2 separate regions of the Hordeum vulgare genome follow, and region 1 is linked to region 2. A link is a contact called in public Hi-C data. All regions are on one chromosome and are shown on one strand. Each heading gives the region's core, a stretch centred on a gene start, on an enhancer-like site or on the middle of the called end of the contact. The rest is flanking DNA. Distances are from core to core; before and after follow the strand shown.

Region 1 (4,849 bases), core at 147-2,646, 320 kb before region 2:
GCACCGGTCGTGCAGCAGCCGTCGGATCAGGGCCCCCTGACTGTCAGATCTGCTCGCACGAGCCCTCATCGCCCCGTCATCCTCGCACGCGCTGCCGTCCCAGCACGCGCCTCGCCCCCGTCGATGTCCCAGCACGCGCCGACCGCTTCGCCTCCTCACCGTTGGTCGCCCTCACCGTCGGTCGCCGCCGGTCATCGCCTTAGCCGCCCGTCGAAAGCATCATGGATGTAGCCCGTCGGTCTTCACCTCGTTTCGGTCGCATCTCACCCCCTGTGTTGCAGACGCTGGATAAAAAGTTTCAACCGTGTGTAGAAAAAGCTTCAACCGTTAAAAAAAAGCTTCAACCAAAAACTTCACGAGGGAAAGTTGCAAACGTTGACTGAAAAAGCTTCAACTGTGTATGAAAAAAGTTTCAAACGCCGCTCCGACTCCAGCATCTCGCGTGGTCACTCCTCAAAAAGTTTTAACCGTGTATAGAAAAGCTTCAACCAAAAACTTCACGAGGAAAAGTATGATTTGCCTTGCAGCTTTTTATATGTATGATTGCAGCTTTTTTAATCAACGGTTGAAGCTTTTTTAAATAGCCGTTGCAGCAATTTTGAGTGACGTTTTGTTAACACTTGTATACGTGCGCCCCGGCCATGGCGGGCAGACGACGAGGACGACGGACGAAAGCTGGATCCGGCGATGCGGACGGTCGACGGTGGCGGAAACTGGCGATTCGGGCGGGCCGACGGGGGCAGGGACCGGCGCAGCGACGACGGCGGCGCAGGGGCGCGCAGATGATGCGGCGCAGCGCGAGCCGTTCGAGATGGGGAGGAAATCGCGGACCGTTCAGGATGGAGAGGAGCTCGAGAGATCAACGACGCGCATGCGTCCGACCGAAGCGTTCCGCCGGCGCACAGGTGGTAAACGTTTTCCATCTCGCTCACAATGCCTTCGTTTCTTTTGTATACGGTCAGTTCGGTGTTGCCCAGTCCGCCATTGACTTTTAGAAATAAAAGAAGGAGAATTTTGGAAAATTATGAATTCGAAGACAAATGCTTGTGAATTTTAAAAAGGTTGCGAACTCGAAAAAGTTGATGGATTCAAAAAATTGTTCACAAACTCAAAAAAGTTCATGAAGTAAAAAAAATGGTTTGAGAAAGAAAATTTACGAACTCAATTTTTTTCGGGGTTTGAAAATAATTCACGGATTAATGAAACGTGATTTTTTTTTTTAAAATCACGCATTAATGAGACGTGGATTTAAAAATAATTCATGGATTTGAAGAAAAATCCTTCATTTGGGCCGACCTGTCAGATCCGTCCGAAACCGAGGTAACCGATTGACGGCCCAACGGAAGCAGCCATTTCCTTTCCGCGTGTCGCAAGTTAGCAACTCCTCTTCCCCTGCGTCAGTGCCTCCCCCAAGTATCCCCTCCTCGCCGACCCAAACGAGCAGAGCTCCCCGCCCGCGATCCCCCGCCGCCGGCAGCCATGTCCAACCCCGAATCGACCCCTCAAGCCGCCGCGCCATCCACCTCCCCTCCCTCCCACGCCGGCCACACCCACACCCACACCCCGCTCTGCCGCTCCTGCGGCGCGCCCGCCGCGGCGCCCGCCCCCGCCCCCTGGACCGGGGATTCCCCGCCGCCCGCCTACCGCCCCATCCGCATGCCGGCCATCAACGCGCCCACCAACACCGCCGCCATCGTCCTCTCCCCGGTCCCGCAGCCCCTCCCGGTCCCGCCCGCCTCGCCGCCCTTCGCCTTCCAAGCCCCCGCCAAGCGCATCGCGTCCCCCGACGACATCGCCCGCTTCAAGGACTCCACCCACGGCCGCCACTTCCTCGGCTTCGTCGCCTTGCTCTCCGCCTCCGTGCACGGCCGCAAGCTCTCCGACCCGCTCCCCTCCCCTCCCTCCCCCGCCGTCTCCGCCCTCCTCGACCTCATCTCCGCGCTGTCCGCCTTCGTCGCGTCCACCCCGCCGTTCCCGCACAGCTCCCGGTACGGCAACCCCGCCTTCCGCCTCTGGCACGAGAAGCTCGCCGACTCCGTCAACGACCTGATCGCCCCGATCACAGCCACCGCCGCGTCCCCCTCGGACCTCGCCGGCGCCGAGCTCGAGCTCGCGCCCTACCTCCTCGACTCCTTCGGCAACGGCTCCCGCATCGACTACGGCACGGGGCATGAGACCAACTTCGCTGCCTTCCTCTACTGCCTGGCGCGGCTCGGGCTCATCACCGAGCCCGATTACCCAGCCGTCGTGCTACGCGTGTTTGCTTCCTACCTCGACCTCATGCGCACGCTGCAGGACACGTACCTGCTGGAGCCTGCGGGCTCCCACGGCGTCTGGGGGCTAGATGATTACCATTTCCTGCCCTTTGTGTTCGGTGCTGCGCAACTGATTGATCACAAGTACATGAAACCCAAGTCGATCCACAACCCGGATATCTTGGAGAACTTCTCCAAGGAGTACATGTACTTGGCGTGCGTCATGTATGTGAAAAAAGTGAAGAAGGGGCCCTTTGCAGAGCATTCGCCGATGTTGGATGATATCAGCGCCGTGCCCAACTGGAAGAAGGTGAACAGTGGGCTGCTCAAGATGTACAAGGCTGAAGTGCTTGAGAAGGTGCCCATCATGCAGCATTTCCTCTTTGGCTCACTTATCAAATGGTATGGATCCTGAACACTCTCTAATCATGGTGTAAGTTTAGCTGATGCCCAACTATTGGATCCTGTTAGTTAATATGTGCATCTCCTATCTACTCCCTCTGTACCTAAGTAATTGCCAACTACAATTGTCTAGGTACAGAGGGAGTAGGAAATAGACAGAGATCAGTTAGTGCTTCAGTTTCTTTCCCAAGTAAGCTTCAAAATAGCATACTGATTTCAGGGCCGAGCTAGTTCTAGTAAAGGACTCCGTTCCGTAGCTGTAGAAGGAAGACATTTTCAGGCTCATGTACAACATGAGATTATGTGCCAACTATCCGACCCCTACTGAATATCAACCATATTGGGAACTAACAGATTGGATCTGTATGCATAGTTGAGTGCTATAATATTAGTAAGAGCAAAGTGCTACCTAAAGTTTTTAAAAACTGCCAAGAACACCTTGCACGAAATTGTTTCTGTATGTATTAGGTTGGAATACAAAACTTTGTACGCACGTGCTGTAATCTTATGCTATTTCCACGTTGACATCATCTTATTAAGAATGGATTAAACCTCAGTTGATCCAATACTGATTTGACTTTTGATCTATGTGTTAGGGCGTACTAACAGAATGACTTTTCAAGACATCTCTAGGTTTTAACCAGTAAAAACATTTGCGCCCCTGTTTCTTCTTGCTGTAGTCAAATAAATTGAAATAATTTGCTAGTTTGATCGTGTTTTTCTCAATTGTTCAAGGGTCTTTTAGTTCCAGCGAACATTCCCTCCATGAGGTTCGGCTGGTTTAGGAGATCATTGAAATACATTGTAGTCAGATAAATTGAAATAATTTGCTAGTTTGATCGTGTTTTTCTCAATTGTTTAAGGGTCTTTTAGTTCCAGCGAACATTCAGTTTTGTATCTGCGTCCGTATCGTATTCATTTCTGGGCCTTTTGTATTCGTTTCCACTTCTGGAAAACATTATGAAAACAAATGCTGCAGCACTCAGTTCCTTCTGTTTTCATCCCTACCTGTAAGCTGATGTAACCTTTCTTTTTAGTAGCTAACTCCGCCACAATGCTAAAATTTCTGCAGTTTCTACATTTATTACTTTGTGATGCAAAAGAGTTGACAGAAAAGTTCTGTTCTCACCCAGTCTTGTGAAAACTCTCTTCTGGCATTTTAATGGAACTTTGAGTACATTCAACAACAGCAACAACAACAAAGTCTTTTAGTCCCAAACAAGTTGGGTTAGGCTAGAGTTGAAACCCATAAGATCTCGAAACCAACTCTTGGTTCTGGCACGTGGATAGCTAGCTTCAACGCACTCCTGTCCTGGCTAGTTCTTTGGTGATATTCTGGTCCTTCAGATAGACTATTTCTGTTGAAAGAGCAGTATAATTTTGCTGTTGTGGTTATAACGAAAATGCTATGTTAGATGCTTTCAGGTTGCTAGTATGTCCTCGGGACACCTTGGAAGCGCTAACGTAAGTATCTCTTGTAGCCTGAAAGAAAGAAGATACCAACTAACTATCAATGCCCAGATGCTTTTTCAGCACATGCTGAACTGGAGTTGATGCTATGATTTAGTGCAATAAACAGAGAAAATAATTGAATAATCTTAGCAATGCCCTCCGTCTAGGACCTCCACGCTGATATCCTGGATTGCATTAGCATTCTTCTCATGACATCGAGATCAATATAGCCATTTCATGGTCTGATATTGCATTTTGTACATTATCAACACCAATTTCCTGTACGGGATGGTTCTTGTTTTATTTTGTTTGTTCAAAATGGCTATTTCTGAGTTCTGACAATCAGTATGCCAGATGATGGTAGAGTTGATATTTGTCATTGAATTGCTATATCCATCCATTTTGAGGCCTATAGGTGAATGTGATACATTGTTCCCTGATTGTGTCGTTGAGCTATTTCTGAGTTCTGACAATCAGTATGCCAGATGATGCTAGAGTTGATATTTGTCATTGAATTGCTATATCCATCCATTTTGAGGCCTATAGGTGAATGTGATACATTGTTCCCTGATTGTGTCGTTGAATTACCACACTCTTATGCACGCACATGACCTGGTTTTCTGCAGATTCTGCATTATTCCCCATTGGTCTGCATCCTTCTAATTGAGATGCATATATTGCACATTGGTAGTGCTTAGGGACTGCTTTAGTAGTCAGATGACAAGATTACACCACTAAGA
Region 2 (4,832 bases), core at 2,017-4,516:
CGTATGTAGTTTACACTCTAAATCTACACTCTAAAGTATGTTTATATACATCCGTATGTAGTCCGCATTGAAATCTCTAAAAAGACTATTTAGAAACGGAGGGAGTAGAAATGTACTTTCAGTGATAATGATGCAAAAGGAGTGTGCATATAAGTAAACAAACTTTGTTATACAGATGCGAGGACAAATCACTGGGTACACAGAACTGACGGTGTAAACAGATAAACTTGGAACTGATAGTGGTACTGGTCTGCAGCTCGGCCTCGTATTAATTTTTCATATCAGAAGGAAAAGCATTCACGTCTGCAATGTTGTATGGCTTACACATGGTTTGACCTGCATATAGTAACTAATTGTTCGCATTTACAATATCCTACTGCCTACACACTAGACCTTAAACAGGATGTAATGGACAAAGGAAAACAGATGCTCATCCTGCAATGTTTATTTAATATCTAGGCATGTCGCCTTCTAAAATAAGTTGCATATCATAAGCTTCTTGCTACACAGATGCAGGCTGAAACGCATATTGACACACATACACCAAAAGTCGAAATAGGGGACAGCAGGGCCTGCACAGGTCTGCACAATATATGTTACTGCTAGAGCAAGTCTGTCATTGCCTCAGTTTAAGCAAAAAGCAGGTATATATGTCCACATGCTTTCAAACTGAGATGCATCCAATGCCTATTAACATCATGACTACAGATATCATTTACTCATATAGACGCCCCTAAACACCAGCACTCTAGTAAATTTTTGACATACACACTTCCTACGGATATTACAAAAGCAAAGGAAGTTCTATTGGTTATATTTTGCTGAAAGATGACAAAACTGGCAGAAGAACCATTAGATTAATTATTATTAAAACATGATTAATTCCAAGGGGAGAAATGACACATACTACAGAGAATAAAACTCTCCAGCAGGCATAACATGAAAAAGAAAAAACATAGCATTCTTCAATAGACACAACATAAAATGTGAGGTCACACTTACATGTCATGCCTATGCACCCCTGCCACTGATTCTCATCTACCGATGGCTATTGATACCATGCCACATCAGTCCATGTATGAGTCTCAAGCGCCAGGTGGAGTACATGCAGCAGTTCTCTACTGACATTTTCGGGGGCATTTTCTATCACTGTATTTTTTTTTTCTTTTTTTCCTTTTCTATATTCTTTTCCTTTTTATTTTTTCAAATATTTTTTCTTTTTTTCATGGATTTTTTTCCTCTTTTTTCTTGCCCCCTCTAAAGCTATCACTAGAACTTGCACTGAGACTCAGCCAGATGCCAAAATTTCGGTTTCAAAGACTTGATGATAGCAGACTACCCTGCGGCCAATGTCATTTCTCAATCAATGCACCAGAAAAAAAATACAAAGATAAAGACAGAAAATACAGAGTGCATTTCAAGTCACTGATAAAATATGATTGTCAATGATACATGTTCAAAGTTATGGCACTATTTACGGGACTAAACACCTTGCTGATTGGCACTATGACACTATCTGTTGAGAATAGAAACAAAAATCATCAAAGTAAAGATAGAATGTTCAGTGGAAACATTAACACCTGATCTAAGAGCACTTTCAACAAAATTTGGGCTGGTCAAGCAAATCATGTTGCTAACTTGAACATCAGCTTTTCTATAAACAATTTCACAAGCAGAACAAACATTGTCGCATGTAAAAAGAAACATATGGTATCAGTTGTATTGCATATACCTAGGTGATCATAACTACTACTCCCTCCATCCCAAAATAAGTGTCTCAACTTTGTAACTAGCTCTAGTACAAAGTTGTACTAAGCTTGAGACACTTATTTTGAGACGGAGGGAAATGTACTGAGTGCCAACTAAATTTAGACAACAACGGTATGAAAACTTACATTTCCAACAAAAACAGAACGAGAATCCATCTCTTCTTTTGCTTCAGATGTGGTCGCATTAGGATCTCCGCCTACATGGGTACAAAGACTCAATGTGTTTATAGAAATTACACATTAGCAAGGAAATATTGATGTAGAAATTACAGCATAAACCGTGTAACAAAGGCTAAAATAATATGCTCCAAGATTGATCCAACACAGGAATATGATGTTACTACATTTGAATACGGTTTTGCCAAAGCACATCTAAATGTGAGATAAGTATTGCACACCTAAGTTCTATATCATTGATCTTACATGGAGATTCATGTGTCTTTTTCTTTTTTCATTTCCTTTTTATGCTTGATTTAGTCATTTAAATGTGCAATAACCATGTCACATCTAGATGTGCCCTAGACACACCCATTTGGATATGCTTTGGCAAGCAAAGAGGCAGTTATTATTAAACATCATTTTGTGGAAGGTTACATAATACTCCCATATTATGCTTTACCAAAACAGAACTACCATCACACCAACTGGTTAAATTAAGAGGGTTCTTTTTCTAAAAGGAAATTAAGAGGATTATGAATGCGTAAAACAACATTATATGCATCTCAAGGCAGGCAAACTACCAAAATCGCGTATAAGAAACGACGAAGGGACTAATTTGAAGTAATTAGACGACCCCGTAGAACCTACTCCGCTGGTTAACATACCCATACTAATCGGCAGCAAGAGAACATGCGATCCTAGGGCGCGTTAGGATTCCTAGACTTGCTAACGGAAGCAAGCCAAAAGCTGGGTAATGAGGCGAGCTCGCCAAGGAACAAAACCATTGGCCTCCATGCTGGGCTGGGTGAGGCCAGCGCTTGCCCGAGAACCAAACGTTCCAGTAGTGTCCCGGATCTGAAATTCCCCAACCACCCTGCCCCGTATGCGGGTCCTAAAGTTGACACCGACAGGTTCCGTACACGGACACGGCACTCACCTTGCATCTCCTTGGCGACCTTGGCCTGCATCTCGCGGAGGGCGGCGGCCTCCTCCTCCATCTCCTTGAGACGGCGCTTCATCTCGTCGAGCTCGTGCAGCTGGACACGAAGAGGGTCAGCACCGTCGTTAGGGTTTGGGGTCCGGGACAGGGGGGGAGAAGCGGAGCTAGCCGCGGCGGCGGCGGCGGGCGCGTCACGAACCTTGGCGGCGTCGTCGCCCCCGGCGCCCATCTCGACGTCCTCGGCGTCGACGGGGATCTCCTGGCCGTACACCTCGTGCTCCTCGTCCTCCATGGCCGCCGCGTGCTGAGCTCCAAGTCCAATCTACTCGCCTCGGCCTAACCTAACGCGAGGGCGATTTGGATTTGTGTCTCGGGGACTTGGGGGAATTCGGGATTGGGTTTAGGAGCAACGGGCTTTTTAATGGAGTGGAAACGTGTCAGAATAGGACCGGGATTGGGCTGAAGGGTCGTTTGGGCTATTTCATCATTAAGCTCATGGGCCTCTGAACTCTGTGCTCTCCGAAAAAGACATAGGGTGTGTTTGGTTTTAGCCCAAAACTTTGGCAAATCCTATTTGGCGCTGCACGCACCGGTTAAAATGCATTTTTCTTAACCGGCGCCTGCAGCGCTCGGTCATGGGCCAGCCCATCTAGGTATTTGCTCGGACATAGGGTGTGTTTGGTTTTAGCCCAAAACTTTCGCAAATCCTATTTGACGCTGCAGGCGTCGGTTAAAATGCATTTTTCTTAACAGGCGCCTGCACCGCTCGGTCATGGACCAGCCCATCTAGGTGTTTTTCCGTAAAAACTTTCGCAAATCCTATTTGGCGCTGCAGGCGTCGATTAAAGTGCATTTTTCTTAACCGAGGCCTGTAGTGCTCGGTCATGGGCCACACCATCTAGGTGTTTTTCCGTAAAAATAAAAGAGCGCTACTGATATTCGAACCAGCAACCTCTCAGAGATATTTTAGTGTTGCAACCACTCCGCCACCCCAACAGTATGGGATAGAAATGAACTTTTTACTTGCTTTATTCTTTATTTTCCCTTTTATTTTTTTCTTAATTGTTTTCCTTTTTCATCCTGGTTGGTTGATTTCTTTTTGGAAATATGTAAATCTCTCCCTAATAATAAAGCAAATAGGGTTTCTGGTCGTCCAATGTGGCATTTTTGTGAAAAAATCCCTGTCTTTTTACGTAATTAACCCGTCGTCCCTCTTTAAGTGACTAACCAGGAAAACGTTTCGTTCTTACAAAAAGAACCTTGCGTTTTGGAGTATTCCACCTGAGATCCTTCTCTTAAGATAAGGTTTCGTTTCTGGCGTGTGGCCTGCACCACCTCCGTCCGACGCCCCTCCCATCCCACGCTCGCTTCCCGCACCTCCGCGCCCACTCGCAGCCATCCCCCGGCCCCGTCACCGCCGAGCCGCCGCCCCGCCCCGCTGCTCGACGTGCTGAGGCGGTCCCTCCTCGACACGCTCGCGGTGCTCAGGAAGCCCGCGCTGGCGCTCCTCCTGGCCGGCGCGCTGCTCGCGGCCGCGGCGCCCCACCACGCGGCGCTGGCCGTGTCCGGCGGCCGCGTCGGCGGGTCCGCCTTCTCCTCCCGCTCCTCCCCGTCCCCCCTCCAAAGGGTACACCACGCCGGCGCCGATACAACTCCTACAGACGCTCCCGCTCCCTCTCCAGCCGCGACGACCTGAGGGGCGGCGCAGGAGGAGGGAGGCCGCCTCCATCTGGCAGTCGCCGGTCGTGCTCGCGTGGAGGGAGGGAGGCTGCCGGCCACCATGTCCCATCTGTGCCACGGCCGCCGGCCACCATGTCCCATCCACGCCGCGGCCGCCTACCCGACGACTCCGCTGCTCCCGACGCGGCCGGCTGCGAGGCGCACTTCTGCGAGCCACCGGTCAAGCCCAATGGCGAAGCCGCCAAGGAGGCGGCGCTGGACGGCGCCGGGATCCACCGGAGGAG

Evidence for each region. A called contact is a pair of places that touch in the nucleus more often than the background predicts.
Region 1: a contact with region 2 is called in a Hi-C map of leaf, with 7 times the contacts expected there. The contact joins the promoter of LOC123408794 here to the promoter of LOC123413657 in region 2. A contact is called at or near these places in 3 of 6 Hi-C or Micro-C datasets (leaf and seedling) and 1 of 1 datasets of contacts at active chromatin or transcription factors (embryo).

The regions. Positions count from the first base shown.
Region 1 is chr7H:83,517,286-83,522,134 of MorexV3_pseudomolecules_assembly, reverse strand. LOC123408794 (serine/threonine-protein phosphatase 2A activator) reads left to right here and starts at 1,396. Exons shown (of 2, transcript XM_045101836.1): 1 at 1,396-2,657. The coding sequence starts at 1,480.
Region 2 is chr7H:83,203,486-83,208,317 of MorexV3_pseudomolecules_assembly, reverse strand. It overlaps LOC123413657 (polyadenylate-binding protein 2-like), which reads right to left and starts at 3,266. Exons shown (of 5, transcript XM_045106597.1): 1 at 2,866-3,266; 2 at 1,896-1,966. The coding sequence starts at 3,160.